Regions from separate parts of the Zea mays genome. Here region 1 is linked to region 2. A link is a contact called in public Hi-C data. All regions are on one chromosome and are shown on one strand. The core of a region is the stretch at or near the end of the contact, and the rest is flanking DNA. Distances in the headings are between cores, read along the strand shown. Region 1 holds the start of LOC100278611. Region 2 holds the start of LOC778432 (CMO protein).

The links. A called contact is a pair of places that touch in the nucleus more often than the background predicts.
Region 1: a contact with region 2 is called in a Hi-C map of ear, with 2.5 times the contacts expected there. The contact joins the promoter of LOC100278611 here to the promoter of LOC778432 in region 2. A contact is called at or near these places in 2 of 25 Hi-C or Micro-C datasets (ear and tassel).

What each region holds. Positions count from the first base shown.
Region 1 is chr6:97,373,479-97,380,220 of Zm-B73-REFERENCE-NAM-5.0, forward strand. LOC100278611 reads right to left here and starts at 3,844. Exons shown (of 1, transcript NM_001151833.2): 1 at 2,698-3,844. The coding sequence starts at 3,721. The coding sequence ends at 2,789. It overlaps LOC103631206, which reads right to left and starts at 728. Exons shown (of 2, transcript XM_023300343.1): 1 at 114-728; 2 at 1-71. The coding sequence starts at 728.
Region 2 is chr6:97,125,882-97,132,416 of Zm-B73-REFERENCE-NAM-5.0, forward strand. It overlaps LOC778432 (CMO protein), which reads right to left and starts at 1,680. Exons shown (of 10, transcript NM_001112456.2): 1 at 1,329-1,680. The coding sequence starts at 1,593.

The sequences.
Region 1 (6,742 bases), core at 2,594-5,093, 250 kb after region 2:
GTTGCAGTCGGAAGCGTCTTCGTTGGCGGTACATAATGCTGCTTCTTATGTTCCTCGGCGGTGGGAAGCATCTTTGCTGGTGGTACTTGTAGCCTCTTGCTGTGCACCTCGGCGGCGGCGGCAGGAAGCGTCTTTGCTCGTGGTACGTATGGCTTCTTGTTGTGTACCTCGACAGCGGCGGCGATGGGAAGCATCTTTGCTGGTGGTACGTGCGGCGATGGGAAGCATCTTTGCTTCTTGTTGTGTACCTCAGCAGCAGCGGGAAGCATCTTCTTCTCGTCGACGGCAGCGCCCGGGAGCGGGATCTTATCGGCACAGAGATTGTCGAGCTTCTTCTTCACCGCTACAGCAGTGGCGCGGGTGGCTTCAATGGCCACCCTCCACCCGCGCACGACGTCGCGCGCGAGGCTCCGGATCCGGAACGACCCGTGGTTGCCGAGGGCGCCGACGGTCCTTGCCAGGTCGGTGGACGCCAGCAGGTCGTGCGGGACGGGCGCGACCAGCAGCGTCTTGAGGGATTCGACCATGACGTCGTCGAGCGCGGCACAGAGCTGCTCGGCCACGCTGTCATCCGTGGCGCCGCGGAGCAGCACGACGATCTCGCCACGCACGTCCCGAAACTCGGAGCGCGGGTAGCCGCATGCCTCAATCACGCCGTCGATCGCCTCGAAAGCGCGAAAGAAAGGCCTCCACCTCCGCAGGGGAAGCCCGCTCTGCTCGTCGGCCATGGTAGCGGCGGCGGAAGGCGGATGCGGGCAGGCCGGCGGCGGGTAGGGTCAGCGGATGCGAGCAAGCGCGGCGCGGCGTAAGCGAACGGTGGACGAGCGGAACGGGTGCGCGCAGAACTGCAGACTGGATTGGGAGACTTGGCGTCGCTTATTTATATATAGAACAAGCCGACGGAGTCCGACTCGAGTTTTTGTGCATGTAACGGCAAAGGCTGTTCTGTTTTGTTTTCGCGCTAATCTGCAGAAGAAGCCGACACCGCTCCAGATTCTCTGCGTGGACAGTTTTTTGTGCGTGGCATAGGCTGCAGAAGAAGCCGGAGGCAGCCTCACGTACGCACGGCTCGATGGCCATGAAGCTTGCGACTCTGGCTCGGCTTCTTGGCAAATGAACCTTCGTCAACATGCATTGATAACAAGTTCATTGATACTTGCTCCTGCAGTTGTGCTACATCTATTCGATGAAATGCCCAAAAGCAAATTTTATGAGAAGTTTTATGAAACTTCATCATTTAACATTCCGTGGGGGAAAAACTTTCTTATCCTCACCCCCTATTGGAAGAAAAATAAATGTGATCGTTTTTATCAGCTTAGTCTATTCAAAGAAGTAGTTTTACGAGAAGTTTTATATATTACAGTGTCGCATCACATTTTTATGATAAAACACCATATTTATTAGAGTTAATTAGAAATATGTCACTTAAATTTTGAAAAGAAAGATAGAAACTAATTCATTTTAATGCCACTTTATAGCATTAAAACGAACTAATCATCTAATTTTGTAAAAGTTGTGTGCCACATATAATTAATCATATTTATTATGAAGTATTGTATATGAAATCATGCCAACTCAATTCCAAGGCATGGGAAAACTTATGAAATCACAGTTGAAAGTGATTTGTTTTATCTTCATTTATTTTATATATTTCTATTGGTCATTTAGATGTGACATTTTATTGCCAGTGTAGTCTATTTATCATATTTTCCAATTTTTAGAACCTTTTCAAAGTTTCAAAGTTCTGGATATTTTTTAAGAAAACAGCTAGAAAATCGTTATCGGTCTGGTCCATTAACGAGAAACCAGATCGGTTTTCGACAGGTTTTGTAATGCCTGCCGCCACCCAAACTATGTACCTCAACGGTCGATCGAGTATTTTTTTCTCTTTTGGAATAATTTGTAACTACAGACTTGGAATGAAGCTCTCAAATTCTTTTTACGATAATACAGTTGAATCCATTTTGATCATGCACTTCGTAGTTGATGGCTCTTCATGCCATGGAGTGTTTGGCGTCGACGACGCCCAGCATCAAGAAGAGGACCAGCGTGTCGAGGCCACTGCCGACCCGGGCGGCGAGACGCTCCGGAGGGCGAAGGAGATCGGCGACCACCCGTAGCCATAGCCATAGCCTCGTAAGCGCCCAAGAACGACCCCACTAGCCGTATTCGCCTCCCAGAGGCGGCGCCACTGGCGGCAAGTTGATGTAGATGTTCGTCCTGCACGATGCACCGGACATGGTAATTAATATTTTGCATCAGCAAACGTAACTTGCATGCATGTCAGCTGAATCCAGTTGCATGTCTCGTCCTACGCTAGATTCTTGCAGACGGTTGAGAATTTCAGTCTAAACTAGTGAGCTGAACTTTCGGGAAAGATGTAGTAAAATGATCTAGCTATACGTCACATAGATTACATATTACAGTGACTAATTAAAATTCAGTTCACTCTACAATGCCTGAAGACCGAAGATGCTACGTACTCTGGCTACAGTTTGCGTCTACGCATTTCGATTAGTTGTATTTGACGAGCATGGAATTCACTTGCTTTAGTTTCGAATCCAGTATATGAATCATTTTTTAGCACGTCGAGTGTTATCTGTCGACGCGTCGTCTCTGCCTAGAAATATATATATATATATGCTTATTATGTGTTCAATGAGCAATGGTGCACGCACACACAAGGTAGTAGCAGCAGGACGATAAATTTTGTCATTATACATAAACAGGAGATATAACTGACATAAAAAATGTACAAATAATGGTCACACAAGAACAAGATCCGGCCCTAAAGCACGTGAGGAGGAAGCCGAGCTCGAGAACCGCTGACGCTTGATGAGGTCTTAGTCCTATATCCTATTGGACCTCTCTCCATACGATGGGACACATGCATCTTGCATTGCTTCTGCTCCAACAGCTTCCCCTCCTCCTCCCTGATGGTTTGGATGCTGCGTCGACGCTTGACTCCATCGGCTTCTTGGTAACCCTCCCGTAGCTTGCGTTTAGTAGCCTCCATCTTCTCGCTCTCGGCGACAGCTGACTTCTTGGTCTCACTCATGTTCTTCTGTTGGTTCGATAGAATTGTTGCGGAAGGAAGCGTCTTTGCTGGTGGAACGTGCGGCTTCTTGTTGTGTACCTCGACAGCGGTGGCAGTGACGGTGGCGGTGGGAAGCATGTTTGCTGATGGTACGCGCGGCTTCTTGTTGTGTACCTCAACAGCAGCGGGAAGCGTCTTGGCAGACGGTACGTGCAGCTTCTTCTCGTGCACCTTGTCGACGGCAGCGCGTGGGAGCGGGATCTTATCAGCAGAGAGATTGTCGAGCTTCTTCTTCACCGCTACAGCAGTGGTGCAGGAGGCTTCGACGGCCACCCTCCACCCGCGCACGACGTCGCGCGCGAGGCTCCGGATCCGGAACGACCCGTGGCTGCCAAGGGCGCCGACGGTCCTTGCCAGGTCGCTGGACGCCAGCAGGTCGTACGGGACGGGCGCGACCAGCAGCGTCTTGAGGGATTCGACCATGACGTCGTCGAGCGCGGCGCAGAGCTGCTCGGCCACGCCGTCATCCGTGGCGCCGCGGAGCAGCACGACGATTTCGCCACGCACGTCCCGAAACTCGGAGCGCGGGTAGCCGCATGCCTCAATCACGCCGTCGATCGCCTCGAAAGCGCCGAAGAAAGGCCTCCACCTCCGCAGGGGAAGCCCGCTCTGCTCGTCGGCCATGGTAGCGGCGGCGGAAGGCGGATGCAGGCAGGCCGGCGGCGGGTAGGGTCGGCGGATGTGAGCAAGCGCGGCGCGGCGTAGGCGAACGGTGGACGAGCGGAACGGGTGCAGATTGATTGAACTGGGACCGGGAGAATTCGCACGCCTTGTTATATAGAGCTAGGCAGCTAGCTAGCCGTAGCCGTTGTCAGTTGTGCCACGCACGCGAATAGATAGAGACCGATAGATACCGGCATCGACATCGATCTAGCTAGACACGGGGACATGCATACGCTAGCTCCACCAGCCCTGTGCATGCATGCATGCATGAGTATTGAGTAGTATAGTTTGTTTCGGACAAGCCAGTGAAACTTAAAAAGTTATACATGGATTAATTAGTCTAATTAAGTTTAACGGGCCAAAGCCCAAATAAAAACACCATGCACGAAACGTAACAGAACGGAAATCTTTGTAGTGATGAAATAAATATTTATTCAAATATCAATTTTTTTATTACGAACAAATATGATATAGAATCCGCTATAAAGCTGTGTATTCTTGTTTTTAGCATTTAGCTTGTAAAGAGTCATAAAAGGTACTACTTAAATTTATCATATCATTTCTCAAATGATAGATGTAAAATTCAAATACAAAGTTAGATACAAATACAAATATTTTTTCACTTTTTTCGTTGCAGGGAGTAAATAACGCATAAAATAATTTATACGACATTTTATTCTTGTTTGTAATAATGTTCTTGATAGCATAATAAAAAATCAACACCAAATTTCATAGGGATCCTTTTAAAATACTAAATTGTCCTAAAAATTTAGATATCTACTTTCATCCCTAGACAATCATCAGCCCAGAGAGCGAGCATAACTTTCGTCACCACCATCCGTCCCAATATAATGCACATGGCTGAGGAGGGCTATAGATGAAATATACGACACACACGTGATACTAGAAGTAAATTCTAATAAAACTCTATGGATGCCGGTATAGCCATTTTAGGTGCATGTCTCATTGCTTTGTTGTTACATGCATTGATAACAAGTATGCAACATATATGCTACATGCATCGATAACATATTTAACCGTGTTGAAAAAAGAACTATTATTATTAGTTTATCGGTCTACAATATTTACTGAAGCAATGTTGGATCATCTTTGATGTGCACTGCTCTGATTGTGAAGCATCAGATGTATAGATGGCCAGCCGTGCCGGGCTAATCGGGCCGACCCGGAGCACGGCACGGCCCGTAGTGCCTGGGCACGGCACGACACGGGTGGAGCCGGGCCCGTGCCGGCACGGCCCGATAGGTAGTGTCGTGCTTGGGCCGAGCACCAGGCACACTGGACCGACACGGGCACGGCACGATTAAGCCCCAGGCACGGCTAGGCACGGCTACTGCGATGACCAAATATCCCGTCGCCCCCTCTCCTCTGGGCCCGCCTCGTCAGACACTCTCTCGCCTCGCCCGTTGTCTCTCGCGGTGTCGCCCTCGTTCTCTCCGTCTCCTGGCGATTTGGGGGCGATTCGACTCCGCCGCCGCCTCACCGTCCGACTCCGCCTCTCCACCTCACGGTCCGACTCCGGTAGGGTGCTCCACCGCTCCTCCTCACCGTCCCCCTGGCTTCCCCTCACGGCCTCACCTGGTAGCTGCTTGGCTGGTGCCTGGTGGTTTGGTCACGGCTTTGGTTACGGTAAGCTTTCTGTGTTCGTCTTCTTCAGCCTCTAGCCGACATCTCCGACGAGGTTGAGACTTCCTAATCTAGTGCTTGTTCTTGTGATCTGTGCTTGTGATCTGTGTTCGTACCCCGAACCCTAATCTACTCTACTGCCTTCTTGCTCTGTGATTGTACCCGTGAGGGACCGATCTGGTGCTCCGGCTTTGGTAAGTGCTTAATCTTGTGTTAGTTCTTGTGATCTGTTCTTGTGATCTATGTTTGTGATCTGTGTTCGAACCCTAAACCCTAATCTACTCTACTACCTTGTGTTCTGTGATTTTAGACGCCCGTGAGGGACCGATCTGGTGCTCCGGCTCTGGTATGTTCTTAATCCGGTGCTTGTTCTTGTGATTTGTGTATTGTAACTGGTGCTTGTTCTTGTGATCTGTGTACCAACCCTAAACCCTAATCTACTATAACACCTTCTCTGATTATAGCCGCCGTGAGGAACCGATCTGATGCTCCGGGTTTGGTAAGTGCTTAATCCAGTGCTTGTATTTCTAATCTGTGTTGGTTCAAACCCTAATCTACTCTACTACCTTGTGTTCTATGAGTTGATCCGCCCGTGAGGGACCGATCTGGTGCTCCGGCTCTGGTAAGTTCTTAATCCAGTGCTTGTATTTGTGATCTGTGTTGGTTCAAACCCTAATCTACTCTATTGTTCTGTGATTTTAGCCGTAAGGGACCGATTTGGTGCTCCGGCTTTGGTAAGTTCTTAATCTGGTGGCCTGTGCTCTGTGATCTGTGCTTGATGGCCAACGACGACACTGTGCCTGCCCAAACTGGTGGCAGTGAGGCTGCTGTTCCTTCAACTGAGCCGGAGCCCATCAACATAGATCCTGACAATGTTGTGGCCGATGCTGAGGCAGACACACCTACTAGTTCTCGGGTAAGAAATAGAGCTTCCACATCTGATATATGGTCTGGGAATACAAATTCTGTTTCTTTTGTTGCTGTGACATCTGATATATGGTCTGGGAATGCTAAAGAGGATTACTTGAGTGTTGTTGTACATTATGTTAATTCTGCATGGGAATTGGAAAAAAGGATAATAGGACTAAGGCTAATTGATGTCTCACATAGTGGTGAAAACATATCTGAGAGAATATTTGAGGTGTTAAAAGAATATGGTCTTAATGATAAAACCTTTTCTATAACCCTAGACAATGCTTCTGCTAATACCTCTGCTATGGGTAGACTTACTCCTCTACTTAGTGGTTATGTTGGGGATGTTTGCTTGCATCAAAGGTGTGCATGTCATATTCTGAATTTGATTGTTAAGTCTGGTTTAAAAAGGATTCAACCTTATCT
Region 2 (6,535 bases), core at 430-2,929:
GCCGTCGATTGGTGCCGCCGCCATGAGGTCTGTGGCTGCCGTTCATTGATTGGAGCCGCCGCCTGATGAGCCGTGGGCTCGTGGCTGCTGTCGCAATCGATATGTGGTCATCAGTTGCCGATTGGAGTTGCCGCCCGATGATTGGTGGGTCTGTAGCTGCCGCTGCCAGACTGTGGGTTTGTGGCCATTGTCGCCGATCCATGTCACAGTGACGCCCATCGATCCACAGGTCGACGTTGGTGTGTTTTGTGTCTGCCTGCACACCTTTGCCACAAATCAATCTGTAGGTCTGTGTTCTTATCTTCCCTTCTTGCTTCTCAAACTCCTTGCTTCTCAATTTGTTGACCGGTACAACTCCGGTCTTGTTAGATCCCATGGCAGCGACCAGCGAGTTCAAATGCTTCTGTTTCTGTATCTACTGAGGCCAGTGGCAGCGAAGGTAGTTTTGTACGTCGCTAATAATCCTGCTATTTATTTTTATTTATAATATATATTTACGTATCGTCGTATCAGTGTTTTTTGAGAAATGGTGTATCGGGGTATCGACGTATCACATATCCGTATCCCCGTGTCAGGGTAACATAGCTGGCAGAAGCTGAAACATGTGAACATGTAGATCAGTACATTTAGTGAACAATGTACTGAAGAAATAGTATGCGATGATAAATTATGGGTCGATCTTAAAAATACAAATCCTAACCAGCCAGTGTTACATTGCAGTACTAAACCTGGAATTCATGGGTAATGGATATACTTTTGTTTAGTTGAGCTCTTTCCGGTAGTAATAGATACTACTATCAATCCAATTATAACTACCATTACCACCGGTAAGAGATCCTATTACCATTCTCTTAATAACGTCTTAATAGTCGAAAGACAAAGCAATGGAAGCATAAGGCTCGAGTGCAAAAACCCGACCCTCTCACTCTCTCGGTCCCATCCACTCATCCAGTGATGGGAATGGATCACTAGCACGCCTGCTAATGGTGTGTTTGGTTTGTGGGCTAATGGTGTGTTTGGTTTGTGAAGTCATCCAATGCCTCATGAGGTGATGCATCATAAGTTAATTTCATCAATTTTGGTGAAATCAACCCACTTCTCATATATACTAATTATTAGCTTATGAGAAATAGGGTGGTGATGGATCGACTCATTCTATGTGAGGAGTGAGAAGAAGATAGATCACTTTATTCATCAAACCAAACACACCCTATGGTTCCAACAATCACTAACAGGTCATCTCCTAAGTCATGGCACTTGGCAGACGGACAATCTTCGGTGGAAATGGATTTTCGCAGCTCAAGTCGAGACGGGGGAATCGAGCCTACCGACAGCCTGCCACCCGCGGAAGAAGACGCTGTCGATCTCGAGCTGGAGAAAATCCGGGTCGGTGTACCACCCGCTCGGCGGCGTGACCGCGGAGTCCAGCGGGACCGCCGGGTCGAACTCCGCCACGAGCCTCCGCACGTGCTCGGCCGCAGGCTCGGCCGCGGCGGCACCGGCGCAGGGCGCCCGTGCGCCGGCGCGTAGAGGCATGGGGCGGGTGGCTCTGGCGGAGTATACCCCGGCGAGCGATCGGCCAGTCGCCATCATCGCCGTCGCCGGCCGGCACACGAGTGCGACAGGGGTCTGGTGGTGGTGGGTGTAAGGACTAAGGAGTGCGGTCCTTCCTGGAGGTCGTTAACGGGCGGATGGCGTTTGTTTCGCGGAAAAAACGATTAGACCCGTTCCTCCACTTCCCCTGGTTGGGCCGGCCCAGAAAGGGCCCAGTAATAATGTACCATTACTTCAGTGGCTGCACAGTCTCCTAAAAAACTTCTTTTTAGAAATTTATTTTATTTGCGAGTTGCTAAGATTTGTATTCACTTCTAATCACAAATATAAGCCCATATATTTATTCTATATACTACTTATTGAGGCTATAAGGGTAGCCTGCCTCTGGCTGTTCTGCCACTCGCCTCCCTCCCGCGCGGTGGCTGTTCTGCCACTCGCCTCCCTCCCGCGCGGCAAAAAAATGTGGTGTACAAGGTTCGAACTGTGACTGATTCTATAGGGGAGCCCACGCTTAACCAAGCCAACTACTGTTGTTTTGTGTTATGTTGTGGTTGTTCAATTTATTTCTACAGACAAACATTGTTTCTCTCCCAAGTCTCCTTTTACTACCCGAGACGGCCAAGCTGGTATCCCTTTAACGCGCCCTTTCGCCTCCTCGCTTGCTGCTTTTGTTTGTGATTAATTTTCCCAGGACTCTGAAACACTTCGTTTCTAGATCGCTGGTTACACTGCCCAGTGCGTCGTCCACATGGTCTGCATCGACTGTTTGCAGGGCCATTTATGGCCTATTGGCCTAAACTGAATAGGTTTCCGTTGTTTGCTGTTTAGGTGAACACTGGTCGTAGCTAGAGGGCGAGGCGCTCGATTGAATCTGAGCAACGAGGATGCCAAGATGTCGACTTGCGGTATGTGGTTTTGTTGTGTGTTAGCAGAAGTTATGTGTTTTTGTGGCTGTACGGGGCATATTTTTGGGGGTTTGGCAGTTGTGTGAGTGCAAAACCTGAAAGGGAGTAGGTGGGTTTCTTATGATTAACAAATTATTGTGATTTATGAATGGATGGTGTTGTATGATGAACTCTAGACTCTGGAGATGTCTCACTTGTTCTTACTAATTTAAGTTTGTGATTTGCAATGTTTTGTGGTTGTGTGTCTCGTTAGTTTGGTACTATGTCATCTGAGATGTAATGCCAAGCTTTTTTTAGTTTTTATCCCTTGCCAGTCAGGTTGTTGTGTGCCATTGGCATTAAGTATAGAATAGCTCAAGGACAAATACTTGTATTAAAATGCTAGGACCTTTTAGTTGCAGGATTCATGTGGGGTTTCGTGATGAAGTGATGCTTATGTTGTTATTTCTTTTGCTAATACAGTTGAGATCCACTGCGATTGGGTTGAAGACAAAGGATGGTGTTGTTCTCGCCATTGAGAAATGTGTGACCTCACCACTGTTGGTACTGAGTCACTTCTTATCTGGTCATAGTGTTAAATGATATGACTGCAAACATCAGGATATTTAATTAAGAACATTGCTTGCTGGCCAAACTTATTTTTGTACGATTATTCTATTAGTTGGTCTATGATTGAATTCTCATATTTCTTGTACAAGATTTATCTTTAGGTGGCTCCTCTTTCACACAGTTGTTATTTTGTTGGTGCAGCCCCACACTCTTGCAATTTTTTTGCAATATATTGTACCCCATCGGATGGAGTCTTCATGCAATTTTATGGCTTGATTACATGAATACTTTTATTTTTCTTATTTTTATCTTTTGTGTATCCGTGGATCAATCAATAAAGGCATCGATATGAGTATATGACTCTCGTTACCAAAGCCTAATAAATAGAAAAAAATAAAGAATAAAGGATCTAATTCATCTAAAAAAGGAGACATAAGATAGGTTTATTATAAAATATAATCGCATATCATCTGAAATTATAGGTTTATTGTTATCCAAAATAAAATCAGACCTTCCTACATTTTTTCGTTCCTGGATTGAGCAATGCTCCCTTTGCATATAACACACTTACACACATTGAGGTTGATGATAGTATATGTATTGTTTATTTATCGTTGCGTACTAACATTGCATCCAATATTTGTATGTTGTTGCAACACACGAGTATTATACTGTCATATATAGAAGTTTGTATGATATTGCAATATAGTGGTGAAATAACTAGAATAAAATAACAATTTATGTATGACTAGTATCATAAATGGATTACGAAACATTTTCTCATAACGGTATAACACATATTTGTACATGAGTTATCGTGTTATTATATGTTATCATGGTATTATATGTTCCTGTTGCAATGCACGGGCACTTCCCTATTATATTATTATGTTTTCTCTAGGAAATGTGTGGTTTTGACGAAGAAGCGAAGTCATATAAGGATCATAGCGTGATAGAGTTGATAAAAACATTAAATAATTGGCCTCAAATGAATTATTACATCACACTTTGCAAATTTGTAAGTCAGAATTCCTTTGATCTATATAGTTAAATAAATTGTGCAAACATATAATTCTAATGTCTCATGGTTTACAGGTTCTTATGCCATGGAGATACTCTACCGGCTATGTACTTTTCGTTATTAATCATGCAAACAAATTTGTGTATGTGTTTAATTTCACACCTACTCTAGAATGGTGCAAAGATATACCACTAAAAATATTTTGGGAAGCTATTCTTCTTATTTCGAAGAAATATAAGGATGTATACGGTGTCGAACGTATTGGATGGTCACATGACATTTATATGTGGCGACATTCAATTCGACCTAATGCTCCAATCGACTTAAAAGGGTAATTACTTAAAATTATTATGTCATATATATAGATGTTATGTTTATAATTTCATAATATAACAAAGTTGGTAACATTTTCAGTCTTAATACTGGTCATTTTGCTCTGCACATTATGGAGTGGTGGGACAATGGTTTAAAAGCGTAACTTAGTATGGTGAGAATAATAGCATATATGTAATTTGTAGTTAAGGATAATATTACTTATACCATTTTTACAGGATGGTACGACTCTGCGTAGGAATTTATTTATTGATCTGTTGACATACGAGGGGAACACATATCGATTTAACAGTCCTGGAAATATACAAGAGTACCTTGATCGTATTATGTAAAAAATAGATGAAATAGATAGTTATGCTTATGTTTATTTTATATTTATTGATTTTGAAATTTTGCCATTAAATCTTCTTGTTAAATTTTATATAATACACTATTATGTGAGTGCCCGTGCGTTGCAGGCCTGGGTTTCTCTTTGATATCATTCCGGACGACTCGCGGATGTTGTCATCCATCTCATAATCGTATAATACATATTTGTATATATAAGTTATCGAGATATTATATGTTCCAGATGTAATACACGGGCACTGACTTATCTTATATAATACACTAGGTGAGTGCCCGTGCGTCACATGCTTGAGTTTCTCTTCAATGTCATCCTCTATCTCATAACTATATAACACATATGTATATATATAAGTTATCGAAATATTATATGTTCACGTTGCAACGTACGGGCAATGACCTAGTATATTTTTATGAGTCGAACTCTCTTACGTTTGACTTTTTGGTTTGTGAATCCTAGATTTTTTGGTATGCGTCATAGAACTGTTGAGTCCTAGACATTCTTAGATGCTACTAGGACCACTACAACCGTAACTGTGAGGATCTCAAATACCCAGGCTATATGTTTTTTTTTGCTATTTTAGGTTTATGATTCATAGTTTTTTGTTTGTTTTAGCATCTCAAATATGACGATCTAGGCACCCATATACTTGTTATTTTTCTCGGACCCATTGCCTTATATATATTACTAGTATCATGCTCGTGCGTTGCGACGATACATCAATCATACTAGGTGAGTGCATGTGCGTTGCAACAGAAACATATAATACCATGATAATTTATATATAAAATGTGTCTTATATTGTTATAAGAAAATGTTTTATAACCTATTTGTGATCCTGGCCATACATAAATTTTGTTATTTTAATTTAGCTGTTTCACTACTACATTGCAACCATCAGTATCATGCAGACTTCAATATATGCCATGATTTGCATGGTCTCATCATTGGAGAGCACGTGCCACACCTGCCGGTAGAAGTTCTCTCGTACATCGTCAGTCATCAGGTACACACCACCATACACGCTTGCTTAAACAAAAAGGCAAGTGTGTGTGTTTGTGAAGAGAATTAAAGACATGCCGGCAAAAAAGCTACCCTGATAATGGTGAGTGGTCATTGCTTTCGGTCCTCCTCTGCGTCACCTCCAACGCCGAGATGACGCCACAATCCTTGATATAGTAGTCATCAAACGTGCGCGACATGGCGAGTACCGATGCCTCTTGGCTGGGCTGCCAAACGAAGTGCATCCCGGGCTCATCAGCGAGGTAATACACCTGGCCGTTGCACCACCAGATGTGTTACTCCTCTACATACATCTTGTTCGAGGACACTCACACAACGTCAGCAACGACCGTCGTCCCAGCGCACAAGAATTCATGGCCGACCAGTAGCAACTTACGTGGTAGGTTGGGCTTCAGGTGGATGATGAGCTGGACGGCGTGATGGCGTCGTTGTTGGATGCGGTGCCCAGAACAACCCGAGAGTCGCCGGTGTTGGCGACGACCATGAGATCCCCCTGTTTGACGATGGACAACGCAGTGCAGCCGCTCTGGACCGCTTCCAAGTGACGGCTGCCCCGGAGCTTACCGTACACAGCGGCGTATGCGGCCACGTAGGACTGCTTCCAGAGGTCGAACTGGCAGTCGTCAAGCTTCTTCTCGTCGTCGATGAGCGACGCCAACGCTCGCCTCCTGCTAGTGGTGTTTGTTCAGGGTTTCCAAGTAAGAAACATGTATTCATCTTTGGCGTTGGTTTATGAAAATGGCTCACAAGTCGGATCCATGGAAAAAATATTACGGAGAATAAATGTCACACATGCAAAAAAGT